Linked DNA regions of Sus scrofa: region 1 is linked to region 2. Evidence: chromatin contacts called from public Hi-C data. All regions are on one chromosome and are shown on one strand. Each heading gives the region's core, a stretch centred on a gene start, on an enhancer-like site or on the middle of the called end of the contact. The rest is flanking DNA. Distances are from core to core; before and after follow the strand shown. Region 1 has its middle 360 kb from the start of NOVA1. Region 2 has its middle 230 kb from the start of NOVA1.

The links. Hi-C and Micro-C count contacts between places; a contact is called where the count stands out from the background.
Region 1: a Hi-C map of liver shows a contact between it and region 2, with 2.5 times the contacts expected there. The contact joins two enhancer-like sites. A contact is called at or near these places in 1 of 5 promoter capture datasets (liver) and 2 of 47 Hi-C or Micro-C datasets (both in liver).

What each region holds. Positions count from the first base shown.
Region 1 is chr7:73,161,435-73,166,646 of Sscrofa11.1, reverse strand. No RefSeq gene overlaps it. Among named protein-coding and RNA genes, the nearest start is that of NOVA1, 360 kb to the right of the region's middle. Within about 2 kb of position 3,061, at least 4 of the 83 cell types and tissues checked have an H3K27ac peak or open chromatin away from gene starts, as enhancers often do. A contact at or near this core is called in liver, where this site is marked.
Region 2 is chr7:73,027,873-73,032,988 of Sscrofa11.1, reverse strand. No RefSeq gene overlaps it. Among named protein-coding and RNA genes, the nearest start is that of NOVA1, 230 kb to the right of the region's middle. Within about 2 kb of position 1,703, at least 6 of the 83 cell types and tissues checked have an H3K27ac peak or open chromatin away from gene starts, as enhancers often do. A contact at or near this core is called in liver, where this site is marked.

The sequences.
Region 1 (5,212 bases), core at 1,812-4,311, 130 kb before region 2:
ATATTCTGAAAGGAAATCCTCTGGGAAGAGAACTAAGAAAATAAAAGAGGAAGTAGGAACAGAAAGCAAGAAAAGGCATAAAAGAATAAAAATATAAACAGAATCAGATAAACAAAAGTTCAAGTCCAAAAAATAAGAAAGCCCAAGCTGAAGGAAAATTTCTTTGCCAATTCGAAATAAACCTCCCCAGGCTTATCCTAAGATTCAAAGATAAGTATTACATCTGTGGCAAGGAACAGAACATTATTAAAATTTTAATATTCTAACACAATTTCTCTCTTCTTCCAGAATACCTAATTCCCATTTCCCTTATTACCTGCATTTGAGAAATACATTAATTTTTTCTAAGTCAACTTACACTTTTATAAAATATCTTTCCTTAAATACTTATTGGAAAAACATTTCAGAGAAGTAGAGTTTTTGAGACAGTAAATTGTTTTTATCATCAAAAATGTCCTTTTCAAATGAACAGATAACCTAAGTTAGATGTGTCTATTGGCTATTTATATCAAAATGGTTTAAAATGCTGAGAAGTACTTGGAGAAAAACAGGGTATTTGGTTTTATCATTTAGCAGCTGTGTGACCCAAGTCTTTCTAATGTTTTAGTTTGATTTTTTTTTGTAAAATTTTTTAAAAACAGTACATTTTTAATTTCAAGCTTAAGCGATATAATAATGCATGGTACCTGGCAGGCAATAAGTTCACAACAAATGATAGATATTAATATAAATATTACTATCATTTTTGCTGTATTAGTGACACAATTAATAAGATGTTTTTTCTAAAGAAAAGGGGTGATAAATATACAGCTCAATTTCATTCTTCATTTTCGTCACCAGTTTACTAAGTGACTCTTGACTTCAGAAACCATGGTAAGAAGGAAATGGAACGGGAATGAGAAAGATAAATTTGCCTGTCAACTACTTTTACTAATTCAGTATTCCCAAATTTAGTTATGTTGTACAGGTAAAGTGGTCGAAATTCAGCAAGGCTTTTTTTTTTTCTCCCAAATCAATTAATGTAGCACTAACCTTTAAGTTTTTTGAAAAACTATCTCAAGAGACTAACAGACATACAAAGATTAATTGTTCCCTAGATTTAAAGTACTCAACACTTCAACACTATCAAGATTGAAGGGGAAAAAAATTGTCATTAAATGTGTATTTGATCTCAGATATTCTCTATTAGAGATTTTTTACATGGTAAAATCTGAACTACTGAATCAATCTCCAAATGAATTGTTGTTTTGGTCACATATGCCCATGAAATGAGGTGTATTAATATGGATACTTCTACTTCCTAGGCTTGCTGCCTGAACTATTTTCCTTTGCTTTCCTTCAAAGAAATCTACTGAGATATGAAATAGGAAGGTAAAATGCAAAGAGGGAGGATAACAAAGATAAAATACACTTGAGAATAAATGCAGCAGAGTAGAATGTGATAAAGCAGAGTCAGGATGACAAGGAAGCACAAGGCCTAAGGATAAAAAGATATCTGTTCTAGTTTCAATACACACTGCACAGCTTGATAGTAAAATTCAAACCCCAGAGACATAGCAAAGATATGACAAAGAATACAGCAAATTTCTAATCAGTGGAATTCTAACATGCATTAAACTCTATGCTCAAGTTCAGATAATTTCAGAAGGTATGTTTTCAACAAGATCTCTTTCCTAAAGTAAATCATTTGCTAAGAACTTTCCATTTTTGCAATGCTCTCTTTCAACAGTTTCTACAATTTCCTGAAAAACACATAAAGAACTCAGCAAGATGAAAAAAACACATGAAATCAGTGTTTCTTGATTGATCTACACCTTTGTTTTGCCCCTGAGGCAATTCTTAGTATTACAAGGAATAAGAAAGAAAGAGGGGTAAACAGGAGAGAAATTAAGAAATCTGTGGCTGGGAACCTCCATATGCCGCAGAAGTGGCCCAAAGAAATAGCAAAAAGACAAAAAAAAAAAAAAAAGAAAGAAAGAAAAAAAGAAATCTGTGGCATAACAAGTTTCCCTTAGGTCAAATTCTTCCTTCTGGTAAAAATGAATAGATAAGAATTTTAATACGTCACCAGTTCTTAACTGTTTCATTATTGCATGGTTCTGTTACCAAAAATGGAGTCCAGCTACTCACCAGTCTAAAGTCAATAAAGAGGCAAGGCTGGTGGAAAAGAAAATTTGTTTTAAATTCTACTAGTAACCAAGGCTGAAGTCTCAGGCAAAGTGGACTGAGTTTGTATTTCAAGGATGTAAGTGTTAACTTCAACTTTTCTCCTAAGTATATTTTTGTTCTCTTGGGGTCAGAATTCTAAAAAAAAAAATTTATTAAGCTAGTTTTCTCTAACTACATATGCAAAAATAACCAGTTTGAGAATTTCAAAAGAGTTTCATCTTAACCAATTTTTTCCAGAGTTTGAAGAATACTGTTGATGGCCACACAGTATTTAAAAAAAAATCTTTTTCTTTAGTCATTGTTTCATAGCTTAAATCCTTCTAATGAATTGAACATGAACTTCTCATCTTGATAAAGGCAACAAAAATACCAGTCACACAAATGGAATACATATTCACACCTCAGAAGACAGACCTGAATCCTCCAAGATTCAGTCCCAAACAAACACTTCAACACAAATGGTCCTTAACATCAGATACAGTTCAAAACTAACTAGCAAAATGCCCAGATAGCTTTCCATGCTCACAAACTGTCCTCAATGGCAGACAGACAGCAGAACCAATTGGAAAAATGCCCAAATAGTGCTTCGTGCTCAAAAGAGAAATCTGCCCAGGTACACACTGGTGGACTTACTTGGTCTTGGAGCTTGTCAGCTTGTCTAGATCCATCTTTCCATTCCACCAAGGAAAAGCTTAAGTTGGCAGCCTGTGCTGAGCAGGGGAGAAATTGGGAGGATCCCCAAAACAATTGCTTTAGGCAGCAAACAGAAACATTCCCCCAAAATCCCCCTCTGGGAGCCAGCTAGCCACAAGCAGCAGGCTCATCACAGCCACCGCAGCACGTTGTCTTGGCTGTGCCTCTATTTGGTTTTCTCCAGGAGAGCCTAATATCGCGAGACTGCAGCAGCCTCATAATGGGTGCTAAAAAATTACGAAAGTGGGTACAGCTGCTCGCCTCTCTAAAACCAGTAAAGAGGCAAAGGTCATGGAAAGGAAAGCTTGCTTTATTTCAGAGGCCAGCAACAGAGAGTGGGGGGATGGGGAAACTCCTGTTCAGAGGCCAATTCCCCCCACTGACAATCAGGGAGCAAGAGCTTTTATAGGTGAAGAGAGGGGACAACACATAGAAACAACACAGTTTGCTCCGACAGTCATCTAGAAATTGGTCAGGTGGCAGTCTGACCAGTGTTATCTTAATTGTTTCAAGTATAGTTAATTTTCAGTTCCATCCAGGGTCAGTTTATTCCCATTTCCTTGAGGACAATTCTCAGAATTGTGGCAGCTTTTGTCATAGATACAGTCTTGTCACCATGTGGTTAACATCTTCCACCTGGTGGAGATTTCAGTATCTATAAGACAGCTCACAGGATATGGCTCAGAATATTATTTTATCATTAGCCCTTGAGAAGAAACTAAAGGTCCTCGACTTTGCTTACTGACTAAACTATCATTATTTTGTCCTGTTTGATTTTCTCACTTCTCTGATTAATCTTATTCTTTGACTAAAGACAAAAAGGCAGGCAGAGGACATGGAGGGGGAGGACTATAGGGTCCTTCTCTCTTGCAGTTCCATACTTAAAAAAAAAAAAAACCCTCTGAAATAAGCCAGTATTATCAACAGGTCATATAGAAAGGATAACACTTACAGGTAAGAAAAAGGATGTACTTGTTAAGGACAATTTGGCAAATCACTGACATCTGGAAAGGAGTGCTTGCTTCTCAAGATCATAGCTAAGTTCCTCACTACTGCTAGAGAATTTTCATGGAAGGTGGCTGTTAATGGACCGAACAGTGTTTCCCTGAAATTCATACATTGAAGTCAGTCCCCCACTAACTCAGAATGTAAATACATTTAGAAATAGGGTCTCTAAAAGAAGTGATCAAGCAAAGGAGGTATTAGGAAAAGCCCTAAGCCAGTGTGACAGCTGTCATTAAAAGATTAAGGGAGTTCCCATCATGGCGCAGTGGAAACGAGTCCGACTAGTATCCAAGAGGAGGCAGGTTTGATCCCTGGCTTCGCTCAGTGGGTCAGGGATTCAGTGTTGCCATGAGCTGTGGTGTAGGTCACAGACGTTGCTCAGATCCTGCGTTGCTATGGCTGTGGCTGGCAGCTGTAGCTCCACTTTGACCCCTAGCCTGGGAACTTTCATATGCTGCCAGTGTGGCCTAAAAAGCCAAAAACAAAAACAAAAACAAACAAAAAAAACCCACAGAAGACATAGAGATTAGCACATAAACATGGACAGAGGGGAGGCTGTGTGAAGGCACAGAGGAGATGACCATCTACAAGCCTAGGAAAGAGACCAGAAGAAACCAATTCCTTGGTCTTGAACTTCTGATATCCAAAATTATGAGAAATAAATTTCCATTGTTTCTACTATTCAGTCTGTGGTACTTTGTTTTTGCAGCCCTAGAAAACTAACACAGTTTGGCAAAAGTCAGTTTGGTAAATTCTTGATTTATTTTTAAGGATCAGTCATAGTACATAGGTTATCCAACTTAATTTTTTTTCCATTTCTATTTCATTAACATATTTCTTAGGAACTGTGAGTAGGAACTAAAATAAAAATAAGTTTGATAAAAGATTTGTTGTGGGGAGGTAATTTTAGAAAAAAGTATCTGCCTCTTCTCTCTTTGAACTCTCCCCAGATAGAGTTACTCCCTTCTCTGTGCTGCTATTATGACACAGAATGTAATATTAGAGCTCTTTTCTCGATTATAAACTTTATGCAGAATTTGTTTTTTGCATGTCTATAAGCTGTCTTCATAGTGGTCTGGGACATAATGTTCCTAGGACTTTAGGCAGTGCTTGATAGACACTGGGCACTTGGTAAATTCAACAGGCACTAATTAAATATTTGGTGAATCAAGGAACCCTATAACACTGGTAACTTTCCCTTTTGTTACAAACACAGAAACAGAACTTCTGTAATCTCAAGATTACATTAGTTTTGGTATTTGAAGAAACCCGACAAATCACACTCCTCTTTTCTGAGTTCTGAACCATTAATGAAGACAAAGGAGTCTGTAAATAGAGGCTGGAC
Region 2 (5,116 bases), core at 454-2,953:
ATAAGCCTCAGCCTCCTGGGTTCCAAAGGGCAGTTGCTAACCAGGGGGCGGAGGGCATGCAGAGACCAGATGGGGCAGTCAAGGGACAATAGTGTAGCCTGGGGCAGGGTCCTGGTTCCTCCTCGAGGAATATACATAACAATATCTTTGAGCCTTCCTGCAGAGCTTCCCGACAAAGGGAAGAACTACTTGAGGACAGTTCTTCACTCCAGGAAAAAGGAGGACCAGCAGAACCAGTCCTGGGGCCACTAAATATCAGCTTTGAAAGACAATGCAAGCTTGCCTCTACCTAGATCCTTATCTGTGGCCCTATTTTACACTCTCCAAACTATAAAACCACATCCTAATCTCTCCCAAGGGGGCACAGTTTTTAAAGCATTAGGCTGCTGTGGCCTCCTTTGCCTGGCAAAGTGATAAAGCTATGTTTTTCTGCTTCACCTAATGCTCTGACTCCACACTGGTATTTGGCAATGGCAGACAAAGTACGGTGATTTTTACTCTTTAAGGGGAGGTCCCCACATTGCAGGGAGGATAGCTCACTTGGTGGTCTTTTTCAGGCTCTGACAGAGAGAGTCAGAAGTTACCCCACAAGGAGAATGTCTCCACCAACATGAGAAAACAGATGCAACACAGGAAAGGCTGGTCAGCACCATAGCCCGGCTCTAGTTAACATTCACCAGGGCTTCCAAAGAAATCTGAGCTTAAGTGATTTTTAATAAGAACTCTAGAAAGTTTAAAACATGGGTATAAAATACCTTGAAATTCTTGGGTTGGGTACCATTATGTTATTTAAAATTTTATTTTACTACACAACACATTGCTACATCACAATAAAATAAGAAAATGTTCAAAATTTAAAAAGACGTTAAAAATGATAAATAAAACCATTTTAATTGTTGTTATATGTCCTTCTATCTTAAAATTTGCCCTTATATATAAAGGTAAACCATACTATACTCATTCAGCAACCTTTTTTTGCCAAATCACGAACTGATCTTTAAGATTTTGCTATAGTAGTACATAAAGATTGCACCAGTTGGCGTTCCTGCAGTGGCTCGGCGGGTTAAGAATCCAGCTAGCATCCATGAGGATGCAGGTTCGATTCCTGGCCTAGCTTCGTGGGTTTAGGATCTGGCATTGTAGGTCACAGATGCTGCTCAGGCTCAGATCTGGTGTTGCCTGTGGTTGTGACGTAGGCTGGCTTCAGTCCCTAGCCTGGGAACTTCCATATGCCGAGGGTCCAACCATAAAAAGCAAAAAAACAAAGGCTGCCCTAGTCAAGGTTGCAGGTGTAGGCAATAGAAATCTGCCTGATTGAAGCAGAACAACATTTATAGAAAGTAAAATGGGTGTTTTCAGAATTGAGATGGACTGAGAAATAGACCTGGAGACCTCACAACAGGGAATTATTCTGAAACCCCATTGCCCAGCTGCTCTGCTAAAGGCTGAGTTCAGCCACTGCTCCTTCCTCAATGACAGTCACTGCCCTGATGCTGCTGCCAGAAATATTGCCTCTGCTACCGCTGCAGGAAGAACAAACTTCTCTTTGCCACCAATGTATTATCAAGACACTCAAGATGGCTGTTCGTTTATTTTCCAAACATCCCCCGCCTGACCTGTTCCTGCTTCACTTATACCCTACGCACATGGCTGACCTTTGTGTGTACTTGCCCTGGGTCACAGCTAGTGATAGCTTATCAAAGGGACAGTGAAGAGACTGCCCCTCTGCTTGTTCCCCTGGTAACCAATGAGCCAACTGGATGTTATTCCCCCTACAACTGGCAATCCTCCCCAACCCAGAGTGAAGTCCACCTCCATGTCCTGCCTGCATTCCACCACACACAGTGGGGTGTTGCTCCAGGATTTTGCTTCAGACATGTAAACTATTCATATTTCTGTTGCTAACTCTGGGCTCTTTCTTCAGTCTTGAAGCTGGGCGAGCCCAGAGTCTTGTAGGACTATGGCATGCAGCCCAACAACCACTCTCATCAGAATGGATTCTGTAGCTCTGCTTCTTTGCATCAAAAACTTCCACTTCAAAGTCTGTGACGATTCGCTCAGAATAGAAGAGTCTAAGACCTATGCTCCATCAAATAAGGGAAGATTGAAAAGTGAATTTCCAGGACTTTTTCTTCTATAGTCAGTGGGGGAGCTGATTGTGAAGACTAGGGATTTCCAAAAGTAGTCAGCAAGTCAGACGTGGAACAGTCAACAAAATTAATGTACAGTCATCCACCAAAGAGATACCACCTTTCTTCTAAATTAGTGCACATTATATAGTTCTATCAAAATAAACTTAACCAATCCCTAATTGTGAGTCTAACAGTACTTCTATAGACATCCTTATCCTTAAGTTTCCAATTATCTCCATAAAGTGAGTTTATGGCAGTGGCATTTCTGGGTCAAAGAACATGTGTATTTCTAATTTTGATAATTATTACCAGCATGTCTTAAAAAATGTTCCAGGATACACTCAGTCTACTCACCCGAGTCATCAGTGACATCTTGTTGCCCCGAATTCAATTTTTTGAAGTATAGAATAAGGTTGAGCACCTTTTTTCATGTGTTCACTTCTTTTTCTATTAGCTACAATAGATAGATAGCTAGATAGATAGAATTTTTTTTTTTTTTTTTTTCTCTGCCCCGCAGCCGCAGCCACAGCATATGGAAGTTCCCAGGCTAGGGTCGAATCAGATCTACAGCTGCAGGCCTACTCCACAGCCACAGCAATGCAGGATCTAAGCCATGTCTTCGACCTATACCATAGCTCGTGGCAAAGTCAGATCCTTAACCCACTAAGCAAGGCCAGTGGGAACTCCTACTTCGGCTATATTTTAATGCGAGTCTGCCTGTCTATTCCTAAAGTAAAATGTTGGCTTGTTAGACTTTATCTTGAAACCTGTTCCCTTATTGGGAAATTGCTAAGTTTCTACCTCAAAACTCCATAAAAGGCCACAGTTCCTTGCTGGTGAGGCTCTTTCCCCTAAATAATTATTTTAAGTCAGTCTCACCAAGAACGTATTGATTTAAAGTCAGGAACCGCTGTATACGTTAAAGGCCAGGTTCCTGGAGAATAGTTGGGAAAAGAAGGAAAATGATCTTCTTTTGCTGAATATAATATTTAGCCCTACAATGACAATAGTACTGCAGGAAAGTGTCTCCTTCATAAAATTCCTCCAACAAATATCACAACTGTACCTCCTTCCAACCTTCTTTTGAAGCGGGGTGATGAGGAATTCAAATCCCCCATCAGCTCAACAGCAATTTCTATAATTTAGCATTTCCTATCATGTACTTTGGCATCACCAAAACATGTAAAGTTGGGCAAATGGAGAGAGGCAGGCTTGCTTGTTTAAGGTGGAATTGTGTTTGCAACACATTTAAAAGCATCTGCACTGGTGAGGACAGCGTGCTTGAAATGGGGTCCCCAGACCAACAGCACAAATGTCACCCAGCATCTTGATAAAAATGTCAAATCTTGGGACACTCTCTAGACCTACGGAATCTGAAACTCACTCAGGAAGTGGGGGTGTGAGTCCCAACAATCCACCTTAAAGAGACCTCCAGGCAATTCTAATGCAGCTTCAAGTTTAAGAAGTGCTTTGTATAGAGAAGAGCCGCAGAGACTCAACCTTCAGTTTTCACCTGGCAGCCTCTATGGACACATCTCTCAGAAGGCAGTAGAGAGGACTCACTGCTCCCAAAAGCAGTAAGTAAACAGAGCTCCCTGGGAAAAACCTTGTCCTACCCAGGAGTCATGGTAAACAGCCAAAGCCAATACCTGGAGCGAATTTTACTTTTGCCCAGGCCCTTTCAAGTTTTGCTGTGACTTCAACTCTGACATACCTATTTCAGAAAGGGGTGTTCAAGGCATGTATATTTACACATCCACGCACACAACTGTGTCCATCAGCAAAACCACCTGCAGAGCGTGGCTGTCCAAGGGAAGTGAAAGATTTGCCTCCATTTAGTTTGCTCACTGTGTTGCAACTATATTTTTGGACTTCCCTTATCACAGCGTGACGTCCATTTGCACACCGCATTTTTCCAGTGACTGAAAAGGGATCGCCTCAGCTTGGCAGCCTGCACTGCAGCACAATCATTTATTTCTCACAGCATTCCATCCTGGACGTTCCCATTGAGCACAGAGCCTTTGAAGTCCATGGTGCATATAATTCAGTTGACAGTGGATTGGATTGGAGTCCATCTAAATAAAGCCCAAGCCGGAGCAGGCATCAAAATATCTCCTTCATAATTGGCAAGCACTATTATTCCACTGAGCTATTTAAAAAAAAAAAAAAAAAAAAGACATTTTCTTGGCTACATATTTTATCGACTTTTGCTGTAATAAATTTCTCTTTACTTTTAAAGGTGTTTTACTTTTTATGTCGCAGAATTTCTTTCCTTCTGACTGGCTCTCAAACTTTGCCTCAGTTGATTTGTACCGATTCACCCACTAAGAAAACAAGGGAATATTTTAGAGAATTTCTCGGGCTTTTTGACCTATAAGGATCGTTTTGGTTTCCCTTGAGCTTTTCCATCTAATTTGCGTAAATCCCTTTTAAATTGGGGTTCATTTACTTAATGTTCGATGTCTGCAATGACTTCCTAAAGTAATTTCAGAAGACAAGGGCAGTTCCAGGAGAGAGCTCTTCCCTGAATGGATCTATAAAAAAGAGAGAGGATGGGAGGGGAATTTGGAAACACAGAGACCAAGTATACTAATTTACTATAGTTGTTATGTGGAAAATGCTAAAATAGTTACAGTAATAACCCTTAGCTTTCTACTTCTTTCCCTCATGGACCCTACGTCAGGATTAGAATCATTCTGCCTATGTTAGTATGTTTAACTCAATGTTGCAATATAAGTAAAACTAGCCTAAGAAACACCTGGGGTAATTTAAAAATAAAGCAGGACACAGAGGATGCTAACAGTTGGCACTAGGGCATAAAAACACAGAGAATATAAAACGTAATAGCAATTGCAAAATGTAATACAATTGCATGAAAATGCAATTAAATCAGGTTGGATAAATAGCTTCCAGGATATAATAGCAAGAAGAGAGAGTTCATTTCAATGAAGTGAAAATGGCAAAAAACTGAATAAATAATTTAA